2 separate regions of the Strix aluco genome follow, and region 1 is linked to region 2. The links are chromatin contacts, called in public Hi-C maps. All regions are on one chromosome and are shown on one strand. Each heading gives the region's core, a stretch centred on a gene start, on an enhancer-like site or on the middle of the called end of the contact. The rest is flanking DNA. Distances are from core to core; before and after follow the strand shown. Region 1 holds the start of NNT (nicotinamide nucleotide transhydrogenase). Region 2 holds the start of ZNF131 (zinc finger protein 131).

Evidence for each region. A called contact is a pair of places that touch in the nucleus more often than the background predicts.
Region 1: a contact with region 2 is called in a Hi-C map of heart, with 6 times the contacts expected there. The contact joins the promoter of NNT here to the promoter of ZNF131 in region 2. A contact is called at or near these places in 2 of 2 Hi-C or Micro-C datasets (brain and heart).

Annotation. Positions count from the first base shown.
Region 1 is chrZ:79,474,438-79,479,063 of bStrAlu1.hap1, forward strand. It overlaps NNT (nicotinamide nucleotide transhydrogenase), which reads left to right and starts at 2,789. Exons shown (of 22, transcript XM_074813339.1): 1 at 2,789-2,903; 2 at 3,973-4,170. The coding sequence starts at 4,020. PAIP1 (poly(A) binding protein interacting protein 1) reads right to left here and starts at 2,670. Exons shown (of 12, transcript XM_074813348.1): 1 at 2,306-2,670; 2 at 1,091-1,208. The coding sequence starts at 1,121.
Region 2 is chrZ:79,305,833-79,310,961 of bStrAlu1.hap1, forward strand. It overlaps ZNF131 (zinc finger protein 131), which reads left to right and starts at 3,840. Exons shown (of 9, transcript XM_074812721.1): 1 at 3,840-3,941.

The DNA of each region.
Region 1 (4,626 bases), core at 1,539-4,038, 170 kb after region 2:
GTTCAATTTCAGTCCAGCATCTTGCTCTACTAGCTTTGCAAACTCCCGATCACAATCAGCTTTCAAGGTGAGGACAGTAACGGATATCCGGGGTGCCCTGAGCACACCTCAGCTGATCCTCTGCTGGGGACGTTTGCATTTCATCTCCCTCACTACCTGCTCCTTCCATAGCCAAAGCCACAGCTTGTGTGGTGTTGGGTCAAACTCTGTTCATCACTCATGAGGGGATGAAAAAATATGCAAGTATGTATTGAAACACTATAAAAAAAATGAGAATAGCACTGTCTCATATTTAAAAAGAATCCAATTGCATTGTAAAGTGGTGCCTTTAGAAGTAACATTCCTCTTTGGGTTATTATTACATTTTACCATTTTTAATTAATAAGGGGGGTAGGGTGTAAAATATTTGTTACTTCCCCAAGGCATGAATTGGACTGATTTTTGGTGAGATACAAAGTTGGCCAGACAGTAAAGGTGACACAGTTAAAATTAATTAGGCTTATGGGAAAACTATTCCTAGGCAACCCTTACTGAAAGTGAGGAGTGATAAACTAACAAACCTATACTCTCCAACTGAAATGACAGCAAGTGTAGATTTTGATGAGTCTTCAAAAAAATCAGAAGACTTGTGTAAACAGTTGTCAAAACTAGATTTAAGCAGTACTGCCAACCCTTTAAAGATCACAAATCAGCTACTAAAATAACTATATTAAAAATCTTCACTGTTTCTGTGTTATTTCGGATCCAGTTTGAAAGCCTCTGGTCACATCTGTTGACTATACCTTACCAACAGGAGAATGAAAAGCTTACACTGTTGTGAAAAAGGAAGTTGAAATTCTCAAATCACTGGTCTCAGGATCCTGAGGCTTTAAGAAAATCACCACTATATGCTGGTATCACTTTTTAGTATGCCAGTCTTTCAAGGAAGCAAATCTCATTCTTTAAGGTATACTCCTACGAGGAATTAAATGCCTCAGGTTATCATTATTGAACCGGACAACTTTTAACCCTTGGTGATAAATGTGAATTCTTCTCACTTAGCAGATGTTCCATATTATCTTAATTTAATGATTGTTTGGCAACTACTTACCGTTTAGAGTGGAATGTGATTCCAGATCCATCTTTTCATTACAGATGCGCTACTGAAGTTTGCATGAGAGCAGCTGTGTTTGATTGGGAACCCAATTTCTCCTCCCCAGTTTAGACACCTAAAACAAAAATTTAAAAAAGAATCAGGCAGTTAAATCCAAAATTACAATCTCCAAGTACTACCTACAATAGTCAACCCCTTTAGACAATGCCTAAAATTGTGCTTACAATGTTCCAGCCCAAGTACCTGAAGTGCTGTCAATTACTTCAATCCTCTGAGGCCAAACAGCAGAAAACCTGAGCTACTTACGCTAGCAAGACACATCCTAAACACCCAATGACTGGATCAGAACTTCCACCAAACACAGTTATGACCACTTATAAATATCCATTAGAGGAGTTACCTGTTTTGTCCTAAGCATGCTACCTTATAGCCTAAAACTTAATTCAGTAGCAGTAGTGCACACACCAGCAGTGCTTGGTACTGAGAAAACAGCAGCTGCTACTTTGTCACTATTCAGAACACAAGTGCTTTTACATATTTTTTTTATTTTTATGCTGAAAACATATTTCTAACTAGAAAAATGGAGAGGGCTGGTTCTATCTTTTAAAACTGAATGTGTTTTTAATAATTGCAATTATGCTGATCCCTATCATACTGATGAGGCATGTCGTTGCCCTAGTCAATGGTTATTGAGCCCAAAACATAAAACACATATTATTAGCACATAAGCTGTAACTCTAAACAGAATCTTTCCCACAAATTTATTTAAAAGCACAGTAATCTCCCAAACATCTAGTAGTAGAGTAACCTATTAATTGCTCTCAGAGACTAATGTTTTCAGTGTTTTAACTTCACTTGTAGTCATAATCAATGAGTTGTGAGACTGGAAGCTGTGTGACATCTCTGGCGATTTTGCATGAGCAATTACACAGATGTAAAAATTTTAAAAATTGCCTAAGTCATACCTAGAAACTACAGAGCGTGTGAAACGAGAAGATATAAAGGCAACAGGCAACCCAGCAAGTTGTCCTTTGTGAGCTGTCTCTTTAATAGCGTGTTCTCTTTACGGATTCATACATTATTTATACAGTTGCTAGAGTTCCCCTTTGCTATCCCCGTTTTATATCTACCACTCTACGTCCAACACTCACACCAGATCATTGCTTTACTACACGTTTCAAGAAATAACGACAATAATAAAGAAGATACCACCTATATGCTGTGGCGTTTCCCCACGCTAAACAACCACGATTCGGGAAGTCTCTCCGCAACACGGCCGCCTCGACCTTCGCCTCCTCACCCCAGTCACTGGCGGCCCGCCACGGCTGAGGGACGAACGCGCCAGCGGCTGCTTGTGCCCGCCCGCTGCCAGCGCCCAGCACCTGAAGGGCTCCCGCAACGGCTGCGACGACTTCAGCCCCGGCAGCGATACCTCAGCTTCCCTCGGGAACCCCCTCGCCGGCACCGGGCAGAGCGCAGGACCGGCGGGTCGGACCGCCGCGGGGGGAGCCGCCCGGCCGCCCCTCAGCCGCACGCGGGCGCCCGAGGCGCGAGCCGCCGGCGGCACACGGGCGCCACGTGACGGGCGCCACGTGACAGACGCCCCCCGCCGCCCCCTTCCAGAGCGGGGACAGGGACGCCGCGTGACGCCGCGGCGCCGACCTCCGCCTTCCCCTCACTCCTTCCGGGTTGGCGGGCGGCCCCGCCCCGCCCACGCCGCGTCCCGCCCCGCCCCACGGCGGGACTCTCGCGCCGCCTCGCCCCAAGGTCGGTCAGTGCCGCGGCGGGGCCGGCGCCGACGGCGCGGCTGGTGGGTACGGCGGGGGGGGGGTGTGCGCGGCGGCGGCGGCGGCAGCAGCACCACTACCACCACCTCCTCCGATTGCCTTCCCACGCAGGCGGCGGGCGGCCGTTGCTGAGGAGAAGGCTGCGGTGTCCCGCTCTCGCAGCGCCCGGGAGGAAGGGCGGGTGGGAGGGAGGAAGGACGTGTGGGAGGAAGGACGGGCGTGTGCGAGGAAGGGCGGACGTGTGGGAGGAAGGACGTGCGGAGAAGGCAGGTGGCGCGGGAAGGGGCCCTCGGGAGCGCTCCCAGGTGGAGAGCAGAGAGGTGGCGGCTGCTGGGCTTCCCCCTGGGCGGGCGCGATGGCTGCCGGCCCTTGTGGCGGCGGGGGGCGGTGGGCCCGGGCCGCGGAGGGCGAGCCGGCTGCCCAAGGTCAGTCGGTGGCTGCGGGCTATAAATAGCGGCGGGAGCGAAACGGGGCCCCTGCCTTGTGGGCCGGGCCGGCGGGGAGCGGTGAGCCGCCGCCGTGAGAAGGGACGGGACAGAACGGCGCGTTAGAGCCCAGCGGACGGTGGGATTCAGGGCGAAGAGTCTTCCTTCCGCCGGCAGCCACCTGCTAGCGAGGGCGGCCCGGCTCCCCTGCCCGCTCCCCGCTGCTCCGCTCGTCCCACTGCGAGTGCCGGCTTTGGTAGGTCTCCTGAGCGCCCGCAGGCGGTGGTCCCGATCGGGTAACTCCTTTGGGATCTCTGCCTGGGATTATTAGAAGTGTTTGTCTGGTTCCTTGGGGCGCAGGAGGTTTTCCCGTGTCAGAATTGCTTGTTTAGAGCAACGGTGCAAAGAGAATATGATCTTGAGTCACAGAAATATGACCTCTAGGTGAGCTTGTAATGTCAGTCCTCCCATGGGCTTGTTACTTCAGTTTGATAGTTGTCTTGCTCAGTTTGAAAAAAAAGTGGAGTTTGTTTTCTAGCTAGAAAGAAAAGGTGGGGAGAAATGATCATCTCATGGCTACTGGCAGTCGACCAGGCTTAAGCTGCTGAGTTTACATACCTTCTGTCTAGTATCATTAACAATTCTTGCTTTGTTTTCCCGCGTGCAGCAGAGATTCCATACGTGGCAAGGAGTCTGCTGTGAGGTCTGGGTGAAATGGCAAGCCTTCTGCGTATTGCTGTTAATGGGTGCTTAACCCCTGGTTTTGGCAATGTGTTACCACCTAAGATGCGTTCTGCAAAGATGCCATGTTTGCGAATGTTTAGAACCCACCAGATGCTCACGTCTCAGGCAGCTCCAAAGCCAGGTAAATTGATTAAACTATTGTAAATAATCTTTTATGTCAAAACATGAAGATAGCTTGAATTTTTCTTTCAGGTAGGCATTGGTACAGAAAAGACTTAAAAAAGAATGTTCTTAAATGATGTCAACAGTATACTTGAGTCAGTTGCAGTATAAATTTACACGGGTTTTAAAGGGCTTATGCAGAAGGTGTTTGTGTTTATTACGAATGCTTTGGATTCAAATAGTTTTTATGGGTGGGGGATCAAAGCTCCTGCTGGCACCTTGCTTGAGGAAGTATTTAAACAAATGTTTTTCTAAGTTAAAAGCCCGAGTTCCCCATGAGTTTTGGTAGTGCAACTCTTTGTGTGCATGCAGGGGAAAATACAGCCCTCACCAAGACAGCATCTGCAAACATGGCTATATGTAGGTGTAATTATGCCATCTAAAAAAATCTGTTAACTTTTTTTCAGGAAACTCT
Region 2 (5,129 bases), core at 2,590-5,089:
AAACTGATAGACACTAAGTTCTTAGACTTGCTGCTTCTTCCAGATATTTAAAATAATCTAAAAGAAAATATTTGGATAAGAATGCTAGAATTCAACCATCCTCTCTTGCAGTGTTCACTAGACACTGATCTCACTGATTTCACCAGTCAGCTGACCTTCATGGGGTCACAAAAATACGAAACTTGCACACAGTAGATAAGATTTGGTGTGGAGCTTGTAGGGCAGCAGATAATACTGAGTAGATATAAACGCACATCCTGTCCTAGCTGTGCATTTCCTCTGAAAATATAAAGATAACAAAGGAACAAGCTGACATCTTTGTGTCACAGAGGTAATGTTTAAGGATTTTTAACATCAATTCATGTTGTTACAGTTTTCAAGCACTGCATTTTACAGTTTTCAGGCACTGCATTTTATAGTTTCCACTATCATTCTGACTTCAATTAACTCCTTATGTCTTCCTTTCGCTCTTGAAATAGTAGAGATCAGGAGGATTAACAGAACAGCTCTCTGTCCAAGGCACAACCCATATTTATCTTCCTTTATCACTTTATAAACAGTCACTGATATTGTTTCATAGGCATACCTATCAAAGGGACTCTACAGAAATGTTTTTCTCTTGCATAATAGGACACATCTGGCTTGCTCTAGGCATGACAGTAAAGCCCTTTCATGCACGGAACAAGTCATTGTGCAATGGAGACATGCCCAGTCGTCTGACAGAAGGTTTCTTGCAAATGATTGGTATCACTACAGGAATGAGCAGTTGATTTCATAAGACTTGTTTAATAGAAGAAACCAGAGAAGGCCACATTGTAGCTATCTGAATTCTGCACCTCCTTGGGTGAATCATTTGGTTCTGATGTGGGACAACATGGTGGGAGATCTGGGTGTGTAACGAGTGCACTAAGCAGCTTTCAAAACTATTTGGGGAGCCAGTCAGAACTCGCCAGCAAGTTGGGTGTAGGTCACAGGCTGCTAGGTGGATAGCCTTGCACTATATAAGCTAATGGTCCCTTTTGGCCTTCATTTATAATCTGAATTAACTGCTTTTGGAAAATAGTTCTCTACTCAATCCTGCACCTAAGCATGCCTTCTGACTTCTTGGTTTTACATCTGCAGTTTATAAATTCCTTCATTTCTTCAGGCAAGAGGGGTTTTCTTTAATAAAGAAGGGAAATGTATGATTCACACTTCTCTATGATTAGTTTAGTGTTCATTTTTGTCTGTTTGCTACTTCACAGCTCTCCCTGGGAGGGGCTACCAATACTCAGTCAGTCTGGCTGGATGTTCTCTGCCTTCTTCAACATTACCATAAGAAACCCAGAACACCTATGGAAGGGAACACCTATGCTTTGGTATTATTCCCAAATTTGGACTGAATGTTGTGTCCAGAAGGCTTATCACGTTATCTTAATGAATACAGATTTCTTCAAAGTGTCACTGAGGTGATTCTGGAAAAGGGAAAAAACACAGGGAATTTTTAGCCATACAAATGGCTAATATGAGTTGAACTAGAGATACTGATAAAGGTCATTTGGATGTTTGCTTAACATTTTTTCCTCATGTAAATAAAACGGACTATAAACCAGGTTATTTTGAGACTGATAACTAAATTACATTGTTTTGTAACATAACTCTCAGAAATCCTAGAGGTAGTGCTGGGAAACCACACCCATCTCTAAGAGAGGAAAAGGAGAACCTGAAAAGTTATAGCTCAGTCAGTAAGTCTAATCTTATATTTGAAAAGCTATTAGAATTATGAACCATTCATTTAAAAGCTCCCATCTAACCTGACAGTACAATTAGAAGAGTGAAGACACAGGAAAAAAGTAAAGAAACAAACATTATGGAAAATGCCATGGAAAACAGCAAATGGTCAGAAAAAAACCCATAAATTAATGAAAAATAAGCTAACCACCGACCTTTTCTGGATAGGTAGAAGGTGCTGGAATGGAAATTTTTAATTCTTGTGTTGTACTTTGGTCCTATAGCTGTAACTTTAGCAATATTTCATTTTAAATTACAAGCTATTGGTCGTACAGTTCCTCAACTGAAAATTAGACCTACAATGGTTTAATGCAAGCCTTTATAGTTTCTAAATGGAGGAGGCATCAACATTCCTCATCTACTGCCCCATACCAGAAAACAAGAACAGGTGTGGCAGACGACTCCTGGATAGACAATTGTCTGAGCAGATCTACTAACAAGAACAATGGTATTGCTACATTAGCAAGGCCATTAAGCAATATGTGGAAACATAGGGGACATAAATTTGACTTCAAACTTTCTTATATTGTTACAAACTGTCACTATTGATAAAGCTTTCTTGTGTTACTGTATTATAAAACACTGTGCAGAATCTTAGGAGTTTATGTATTAAAGAGTATATAAAAATTAATTTGAACTTGACTGAATGTCTATCATTTACGTTTTGGCTGATGTAGGATTTCTATGCTGAACAGCTGCTTTAATAGGCATTTACCCTTTTAGTGGAGAATGAACACGGCAAAACTAATCATGTACATCGGCACCAGGGAAAAGTGATGGGAGTTCATAAACAAGTTCACTCACAGAAATTGCATGGGCAAGCTTGTAAGAACACACAGCCATTGCATACAGCAGCTTTTCTGCTGTCATGGTTGACATAGAAGCTGTCAAAGGGACGATCATTGTGTCTGTTTTGACAAATTATTATACTGGTTTATTTGGATGAGTATGTTTTCATCCAAGCCTGCCTGACTAGGGATGCCCCTGAAGACTCTGGCCTAGAAGAGAAACCTGCGTTTCAGGTTGCCAGCGGCCAGACAGGATAGCTGAGGGGCTGGTGGCAGCCACTGCCGCTCGTTATTTTCTCCTCAGGCGCCTCAGCCAAATAACACAGCAGCTCTGTTGGAGCTCCGTGACGCGCTGCTCCGTCGTTTTCTTCTTCAGCTTGTGGGGACTCGGAGCTGGGGCAGAGGCGGCGCCACGGAAAGGAACGGCAGCCTTGCAGGGCGGTATTTCAGTGCGGCTCTTTACACCAGTTCATGATACTCGAGCACTATTTTAAATTATAAAAGAAAAACACCGCGGTGCGCGCCACACCACGGAACGCCGCCGCTCGCTCGCAGCAACGCGGCTACGAAGCCCGTCTCGGAGAGGAGAGACGCGCGTTTCCCTTCGGCGAGCGGGACGCACCACGCGTGCCTGGCGCCACCCGGCACCGCCCTACGGAGGCATTGGCACCGACTCGCCGGTTCACGGCTGAAACCCGCGAACGCGCCGACTGCCTGGGCGCAACGCGGGGTTTAATGTTATCCTAATGGTGAATGTAATTGCGCTTTCCCTCCACCGTCGGAAAGCAGCCGGTGCCCCTCCGGGGGCCGGAAGAGCCGAGGCCGCCTCCCCGCCGCCACGCTGTGCTCCGGCGGGCGCCAGCCAGCCGCGACGGCCGCTGCCGCCGCCAGCCCTCCTGCCGGGCGGGGTGGCCGCCCGCCGCCGAGGCTCCCGGCACTGCTCCGGCCCGAAGCGACTCCAAGCCGACGGCCACAGCCGCCGCTTCCCGCGGCAGCCCCGCCACATATAGACGCCGCATCCTCCTCAGCGGCACCAGGGGTGCCAGCGCTGGGGGAAGGCGGGGGAGTGCGCGGGAGAGGCCTGCCTCTGGCCCGCCCCGGCCGCGGCTCCTCACGGCAGCGGCGCCGCCCACCCCTGGCGACCGCTCCCCGCCCGCGGGCGCACCCACGCGGGCCACAGCTCCCAGAGTGCACCGGGCCGCCAGGCCCCGCCCCCCGCGCGCCCCGGCGTGTGAAAGGTGACCCTCTGCGTCACTTCCTTGGCGCGGTGCAGGCCGGGAATGCGAGTCGCGATTGGCCGGCACGCGCCCCGCTTTCCAGCGCGCTAGGGAGCAGGAAGCGGTAACGGCGGAGCGGGCGCGGCGGGGCGAGGGGCTCCTCGCGGTGAGTACCTAGCGGAACCGCCTCCCCACCCCGCGGGGCGCCGCGCCGCCGGGGCGCGACCTGGCCGGGAATTGAAAAGGGATCGATTTAATGCGCGCTTTGATGACGTAATAAGGACTAGCGAGGCGGCGTTGATGCCAAACGCACGGCTCGGGCCGGCACCGGCCCGGTCCCTTCCCCGGGGGTACCCCCGTGGGACACCCGCTCCCGCCGGCGGCCGCCCGCACCGCTGTCGGGGCGCCTGTGCCCGGCGGGCACTCGGCGCTGTCTAGGCCTTCCGCCTTCTCCCGCTCCTGGGACTCGGCGGGCGCTCATTGGCTCTCCCGCCTGGGGCGGGCTGAGCCGCCGCCTTACGATTGGCGAAGGTCGCGCTGACTGCCATCAGCGCTCGCCAATGGGGCCGCGGTTGGGCTGCGGGAGGCTGTGGCTGGCTACGGGGCGCGAGGGCTGAAGCCCGCGGGACGCGCGCGCGGCCACCGGGGCTCGGTGGGGGCGGGGCCTGCGAGAGCTCGGCGGAGCCCTAGGGCGGCGGGTGGGGGCTGCCGGGGGGCGGGGCCGCCTCGTGACCGCTGTGGGTGGTGAAAGGCCTCTGCCGCCCCCCAGCAGCGCGGCTGCCGGTGTCGGGCTGGGCCGCCACCGCGTCAGGGAGGCCTGGTCTGTGGCTGAGGGGACCGAGGGGCTAGCTCGTGTCCCCGTTCTGCGGTTGTTATGTTTGGGAGAAAATACGCAGCGAAATGCACAAGAAGTTCTCACTTGTGTGTTCCCTGGAAGCAACCACTGCTGTAGCCCGCCAGGCACCTCTCAGATCGCCCTTCCCTGAGATGGCTGCAGGTGGCGGTGGTTGGGCCGGTGTTCGGTCTGCTCCTCCGGGTCATCTCAATTGCCATAACGCTGCTCTGACTGGCTGCATTCGTGTATGATCTGTGCAGGCAAAGAAAACAAATGTCATTCTTAAAATACAAGGAGTTCCTGTTGTAGTGCAGTCCAGGATAATAATAAGATGGCTTCCTTCTGGTAGATTTATAAAAACATCTGCAAGTCGCATGCATATCATGTGAGATGCATCCATCTTTACAAACCGATAAACTTGTCAGTAGTTGGCTGCATCTTCTAAAAATATCAAAGTAAACAACTGAAGTAGTCCAGTTTCCATCACTCATCTGAGCCTACTTTTAAGTGGCAACTTGG